2 separate regions of the Pan troglodytes genome follow, and region 2 is linked to region 1. A link is a contact called in public HiChIP or PLAC-seq data. All regions are on one chromosome and are shown on one strand. Each heading gives the region's core, a stretch centred on a gene start, on an enhancer-like site or on the middle of the called end of the contact. The rest is flanking DNA. Distances are from core to core; before and after follow the strand shown. Region 1 has its middle 54 kb from the start of ATP2B1. Region 2 overlaps LOC100613094 (a long non-coding RNA gene).

The links. HiChIP or PLAC-seq counts read pairs in DNA pulled down with a chosen protein or histone mark.
Region 2: a contact with region 1 is called in an H3K4me3 HiChIP or PLAC-seq map of stem cell-derived excitatory neurons, with 6 times the contacts expected there. The contact joins two enhancer-like sites. A contact is called at or near these places in 1 of 7 Hi-C or Micro-C datasets (stem cell-derived neural progenitor cells) and 1 of 1 datasets of contacts at active chromatin or transcription factors (stem cell-derived excitatory neurons).

Annotation. Positions count from the first base shown.
Region 1 is chr10:96,524,714-96,528,393 of NHGRI_mPanTro3-v2.0_pri, reverse strand. No RefSeq gene overlaps it. Among named protein-coding and RNA genes, the nearest start is that of ATP2B1, 54 kb to the right of the region's middle. Within about 2 kb of position 1,848, at least 20 of the 24 cell types and tissues checked have an H3K27ac peak or open chromatin away from gene starts, as enhancers often do. A contact at or near this core is called in stem cell-derived excitatory neurons, where this site is marked.
Region 2 is chr10:96,886,783-96,890,462 of NHGRI_mPanTro3-v2.0_pri, reverse strand. It overlaps LOC100613094 (a long non-coding RNA gene), which reads right to left. Exons shown (of 9, transcript XR_010148103.1): 4 at 156-319. Among named protein-coding and RNA genes, the nearest start is that of ATP2B1, 420 kb to the right of the region's middle. Within about 2 kb of position 1,837, at least 2 of the 24 cell types and tissues checked have an H3K27ac peak or open chromatin away from gene starts, as enhancers often do. A contact at or near this core is called in stem cell-derived excitatory neurons, where this site is marked.

The DNA.
Region 1 (3,680 bases), core at 599-3,098:
ATATGTTCCGGGATACACACACACACACGTTTTCATTTATGGATATACATGAATATATATATTCCATATGTTTCATTTATAGATTTATCGATATAAATGAAAATTTAATTGAATCGTGTTCTTAAATAAAGATGCTCAATAATTGTTTCATGACCACAACACTTTAAGAGCATTCATTTTATAATCTGGAACTGGAACAAACCCACAAAGTGAACAGATTCTAGTTTAATCTATTACCCATTTTGCTAGTGTACTATAGCAATGATTCACATATTACTTTAATGTCAAATTCTTGATTAAAGTAGAATACATAATTCAACATTGTATTGTAACTTCCTTGGAGGAAAAGTTGGAAAACAGCCAGTGATTCTTAAATGTCTCTGAGTCGTTTTGAAAAATATTTTAGGGGGAAATAATATTGAAATTTATTAGGTGAAATTTAGGTTATTCTTCTGTTAAAAAGATTTGAAATAGTGTCTGGAAGGGCTATTTATTGTACCACATTAACCAATTCTCCATCAGTGACTGAAGAGAGGAAAAATGCTATCATTCTGTTCAATGTTCGTTTATCTTACACATCAAGGGCACAGCTCAGAAGGCTGGTAACGTCAAGCCTAGTGAGATACATAAACTGATAAAAAAATTATTTGCAACAGCATTGATTTATATTTATTCACTTTTAAACGTCTTTTACACATTCTGTGTCTAATCTTTTAAAATATTTTAAAACAAATGCTATCATCAGATCGTGAACATAATACCATACTTCCTATTGCCTGTATGCTTTTGAGGAGGCTATATAAATATTAATTTTCCAGTTCTGGAATTAAGAGAAAGAAGATTGCAGAACTTATCTTTTTGTTCTGATTAACTGATACTGAAAATAACACTGACAAGGTCTCTGGGCCAGTGGCGACGGTGAGTTCAAATAAAGATTAGATGAAGATGAAGCGCGGTATCTTAGGTAAGATACACATCTTTACTGTGTATATGCGTGTACAAGAAGGAAAACTTGCTTTTTTTTTTTTAAGTAGATGTTACGAAGGATGGTTTTTTTTTTTTCAACTTGCAAAATCTCTTGAAGGTTGGAGCAGAGCCGCCGGTTACCTTTGAGCATCGAAATACCGCAAGTTATCCCGTTTCCTTTTCCCCTCAGGAAAGATGGGTGCAGGGTTGAGATGTTACAAGAGAATTAAAAGAGAGCTACCAGCTTGGCATAGTAGAAGAAACAAACCCAAAATGAAAACACCCGGATTTTAAGCGCGGATCATGCGAGGCCGGTTTGCACTGGCCGAACGCCTGCGTTAACCCTTTGGGCGCCGCAGCTGGGATCCCCGGTGTTTGCGGACCCGACCGGCAGGAACAGAGATGGGGTGTCCCGCGCCCGCATGGGGAGTGAGCTCTCTTCCCCAAAGAGGGAGCGAGCCGAGAAGCACTTTTGTCCTCCGGTGCGTGCGTCACGGCCCGGGACAGGCGTCGAGTCCGGTTTGGAGTGGGGGCAGAGACGCGGCGAGGAGCCGCTCAAATGTCCGCTGACTGGGGGTTCGCCTTAATCTGTCCTCGCCAGGAGCGCTCGCCCTCGCCCTCCCGCTGGCTCGCTCCTGGGCCCTGGAGGGGCATGGGCCCGGGGGCGGTTCGGGAGGGGCCCCAGGTGAAGGGCGCCCGCACTTCTCCTGCGGCAATCATCGCTCTCCTGCCTCCACACGTCGCGGCAGCGGCCCGGCCCCGCGCCGAAACAGCAGCTGTGACTGACGGAGTCACCTCCCCGCGCGCCTGAGCCACCCCCTCCTCCCCCGCCGCTCCCTCCTGCACCAACACGTCATGGAAACACGGACGTCAGAGTCTCTCAGCCAATCGCAGGCTGCGGCAGGAGGGAAGGGGCGCGCTGGGGGGGGCGGGGGCAGCGGCAAGCCAAGGCGCTCAGGGGAAGGAAGAAAGGGAGGGGCGTGCGGAGGCGCAAGTCCCCACCTCCGCCCCTCACTCCGGCCACCCTTTCCCGACCGCGCGGCAAGTTCTAATCGCCAGGCGCGCGCTCGCCAGCCGAGGGCGCGCTCGCCGGGTCCTCCCCTTAAACGCCCTCCCAGTGCCGCTCAGCTCCCAGTCCCGGTCCGAGCCGCGGTTCCTCCGCGCGCGCGCGCGCGCACTCGCCCGCCCCCAGGCTCCCCGCGGATCGCGTCACGTGACCGCGCTCAGCCAAGGCGGCGGCGGCGGCGCGAGCTTCGGCGGCGGTGGCGGCTGTGGCAGCGGGAGCAGCTGCGCCGCCAGCGTGGAGCGGGAGGCGTGTGGGTGTGGAGAGAAGGGAGCGCCAGACCGGAACGGGTGAGCGTTCTCCTCCCCCTGCCTACCCCGGCAATCTTGCAGGCCACCCGGTGCAGACGGGGTCCCTGCCCGGAGCTGCGCGCAGCCCCCTCGTGCTCGGCCGTCCGCTCTTCGGTGCCCGCGGGCCCCGCCCCGAGCGGGGCGGGCTGCGGCGCTCACGGAGGTGGCTGCACCCCGCCCGCGGCTGCTGTTGCGGACGGCGGCGTGAGGCCGGCTGAGCTGCCCGTGCCGAGCGAGCGCGGCGCGCCCTGTGTGCCGCTCTGCGGAGCGGAGGAGGCGGGTCCTGCGGGGACGCGGGCGGCCACTCGGTGGCTGCCGGGCTCTGGGCGGGGACGGCCGGGCGCCGCCTCCTCCTCCTTCGCTGCCGCCGCCGCCGCCGCCTCCTCGCAGTGCAGCGTGAGTAGGGAGCCCCGGCTGGTGGACGCCGAGCCTCTCGGCTCCTTGGCCGCCCCATCCCCGAGGTGCAGCTGCACCTCCGCGTGGCGCCCCGAGCCCTGCGAGCCGGCTGCGGACGCGCTGAGGACGGAGCCCCCATCCTCTGCGTTTCCCGCTGCCCCTCACCGCCCCGCGACCCTCCCGCAGCCTGCCTTTCCTTCCCCCTCGGAAAATGGTTCCCACTGCCGGGCGAGGTGAGTGGCGGCCGCCGCCCGCCCGCGGCCGGGGGCGGCGGGGCAGGTCACCTGCGGGGGAGGCCAGGCGGAGCACAGAGGTCGGGCGTCGCGGCGGGGGTCCTGATAGCTGGGTGCGCGGCGGGTTGCGCCGGATTCGGGAGAAGCTGACGGGGGCGGTCGGGGCCCCTCGCAGGTTGCCTCTTGCTGGGAGATTGTGAAGGTGAGCGGGCTTCTCGCTGTGCACCTCAGCGCCGGGTCAGTCTGGGAGTCGCTGCTCCGGGCCCGAGGGATGGGGCTCGTTGGGGCTTCTGGTCTACACCCGCAGGTCTTCGGCTTCACGAAGCCGCCTCGGCCGCGCCACAGCCCATCCCGCCACCGGTCGCCCCCGCCACGGCGCGTGGTGACCTTGAGGGCACCGTGCCCGGCACTCCCTCTCCCCGCGCCCCGGGAGGGTCACCCCTCTAATCCTTGGCCTCGGCCCCCCAGACGCACTGCGGGAGGGGAGCGGGGGCCCCTGGTCGGCCCCTGGCCCTGGTGGTTGATTGTTGGCGTGTCAGGATGGTGATTCCTCGGGAGTTGGAGAGCCGCCTGGTCTTTCTCCTCACGCCTTCCGTCTGGCCCCCCAGGATGTTCACAGTTGTTTCCGATTCGTGTTTATTCACTTAGTTTAAGAGAAAAAAGCCTGCGCCCCCACCTCCCTTTTTGGGGAAGGTGTCTGTAGGAGGACCGCGTTCCAGTGGCAGGGGTGTG
Region 2 (3,680 bases), core at 588-3,087, 360 kb before region 1:
TAGCAACAAAGTCAAGGTCCTTCAAGGTCTGGCTCCAACACCCTTTTCTGTGTCACTCTACTCCATTATTTATCATGTCCATCAATCCTGTCTATGATCCAGACCTCTGAGCTGTTCCCTGCTTCCCAGACATCCCATGTCCTTTCACATCACACCTTTGGCTTTGCTGATCTCTGGTGATTAAAAATTCTGACATAAGTTTAAGGTTCTGCTTAAATATATCTTCTCTGAAGTTGTCCACAGCCATGTCTCATCCAATAACTTCAGTCAAAATGAGTTTCTTCATCCTCTGCTGTCCCAAAACAATTTGATTTTAATCCTAGTAGAATACAGAATAACATTATTGTTATAGTTTATATAATTATTTTTGTCCCTCAACTTAACTCTTTACCATGAGTTACTAAAGAAGAAGCATTTGAGGTTACATAATTTTGTGTCCATGGTATATAATATTGATAGCAGGAGCCCAGTTAATGTTTGTTAAAATTAAATAGATGCATAAAAAGTTAACAGTATTCTAGTCAATTGAATAATTCTGCCCACCCACATATCCTCAATCACCATGACCAAATCAAGTATGCAACAATCTACCCTGATGATTAATTAGGCCAAAATAACCGAGCCAGGATAGGACAATCAGATCATTTTGCAATGAGAGAACCATTCTAATTTTTTTCAGAGTATTAAAAGAGAGAAGTTCCTAACAATGCACAGATGGCCTAAAAAAGCTAATGCACTCCATCTCCAAAGAGCAGACACTTTATTTTCTTGTTGCCACCAAGACAAGACTCATTATCTAATTTTGTGCATCTGTCTTAAAGTTATTTTATAAGTACAGACCGTTACTTTAAAAGGACAATTTTTGGTAACTGTTTAGAACTACTTCATTTAAATGCATGAAATCATGAAAATGTAATGCATTTTCAATGCACGAAATCATTGAGAAATGCAGAGAGGCACAGAAAAATGGATATCTTTAGATGATTCTCATTGATACTGCTTTGGATTCCTGTTCATAACACAAAGTTCTTGAAGAACACGAAATTTCATTTTGTGATTGTTACAGATATGTATGTAACATATTCCATTATGTATCTTTTATTTTCCACTCATATTTATTTTGATAATATCTTGAATTTTAATAATTTCACATGTGATTTCTGGTTGTGTTTTTCTATTTTTTCTTAGACCAATAGCTTTTTAGAGCTAGAAGAAACCTAAACATCCTGCAGCCCCATCCCTTTATTTTATGGAAACTCTAAAAGGTCAAGTAACTTGCCCAAAATTGAGTAATAAGAAAACAGTAAGATTAACAACCAGGTTTCCTGAATCCACTAAAAATGGAAGTGGCATGATAAAACTAACATTTATCAAAGACATGTTAGTATTTGTTTGTTCTACTTTCAGTTCAGTTCAATTAAATAATTTTTTCCATTTATAAGTCATTGGGGAGAAAATATAATACTGCTTTACTAAATTGGCTAAAGACTATGTACAATATATGTTTACCATAATGCTACCAAAGTATCTGTGACTTTTAAAATTCCTGTTCTTAGTCAGACTAGAGATTTATTTCATATTTCAACACTATTTGCTTACACATACACACACACACATATTTAGTAGCCCAGGTTAATTGGCAGATGCTTCCTTAACTAATGTTCATGACTAACCAACAATCTGTCTGAATGCTTCAGATGCAGCAGTCACTTTTTTCTTGGTGATTTAATCACTTCCTTCCATTTAATTACTTTGAGAATTAACTGTGGGCAAATGTATTCCAATAATAGGCCAATCTACAAAGAGCAGGAAGCTTTCCTTATGGTCCCAAGGGAAATTTAGCACTTCCGATTGTAACTGCGTTACAGCTCTCATGTTTCTTTTAGCCCTTAAGCCATGTGTGTCACCTTGCCTGTTTGAGTGTAAAAAAAAATGTCACGGGTTGCACTGTTTACATGCTAGCATTTGTACACAATTTCTGGCAGAATAAAGATGGCTTTTCTTAATCTGGGCCATACAGGAAGCTATTTCTTTCCAAATCAAGTCATTAATGCTTAAACAAGCAAACACTACAGCCAAGACAAAAATCAATTTGCAAAAAGGGGAGGCTTTTTTCCAAACTCTCCAGCAGTCGTTGGGGAAGATGCTTTTACAATCTAGTGCTTTAGAGTATTACAGTATTAGGTTAGGTCAATCCTATTTTTGTAGTTGGATTTATTTTGAGAGTCAAGGTGATGAGTAGTTTTGAATACTATCAGCAGCGTATCTATCGGCAATGTTTTCACTACCAGAAGAAATAGTTCTTATTCTAAATAACAAGCATAGAAATCTGTCCAGTGACCTTCATTTGACCTCTTGGCCACATGTGTCTGGGTATCTTCTAATGGTTGAATGCTCTATGAGGATGGTTTCCAAACTTTGCTGCAAATTAGAATTACCCGGGGAGCTTTTTAAAATCCCAGTGTCCGGGTTGCACCCATCCCAATTAAATCAGAATATCTGAAGGGTGGGAGCCAGCATTATTTGTTAATAATCCCTTGAGGATTCCATTATGCAGAAAAAGTTGAGAGCCAGTGACTGTGACATTTCTGGCTCATGTTGCTTTCCGGTAGATAGATTCCCAGACTGAAAGATAAAAAGGAATTTTTTTATCTGTTCTGATTTCCAGATTTGTAAAATCAAGAAATATTAAAGATACACGTATTTATTTGGGAGATACGTTTATTAAAATAGAGGAAAACATTTACATCAATAGTCATGAAACAGTTTATACTATTTGACCTACCTATTTTAATTCAGAAATTTGTTTGAAAAAGATAATCAAAGATGCATGTCCATAGCAATGTTAAATTTTAAAATATTTAAAGAAATTGTCCTATTAATATGTCATAATTTAATGAATTACAAAATGGCTGTGTGAAGAACTATATTTTTATTAAATGTGTTTCATTACACAGAAAAGCCCTCTAAATATAATGTTAAGTACAAAAACATAACATGTATTTGCATATATCATATATATGGACATATACACCTACACATATACATCCATTTATATATCCTATCTATATATCATATATAAATTACATTTGAAATTATCTGCATGGACAAATATATATAAATGCCTAAATGCAAAAGGACACATCTGGAAGGTCACACTTCAAATAAGGAAAAGGGTTTATTCTATACAGAGCAGTGGGGCTGGACAAAGTGAAGAGAGAGTTTTTCTTTGTATTACATATACTTCTTTATTGTTTGCATTGTTACAATATTAGCATGAGATTATTAAAATTTAAAATAAACAGAATTAAAACAAACCGGAAAAGTAAACACACTTTAATACAGAGAAAAAGACCCAGCAAAATGTAAATATAAACAGTACCTCTGATTTATCAGACAGAAACATATATTTTTTGTACTGTTTATTATACTATAAAATTTTTTCTCATGATTTTACTAAGCATCTATTATTTTATAATGTGTGAAGTAAAAAATATTGACCCTAAAAATAGATTACTGGATAAATAGATCCTCACGTTTGAAAGGATAAATTCACATTTCAAAGGGGCCCCTGCCTCACTAGCCAGGCCACAAACAATTTTGTTTCTCATTCAGGTTTTTCCGCTAAGGAGTATAAAAACACATTAGAAAACATTATTCAAATCTTGATAATCCAATCA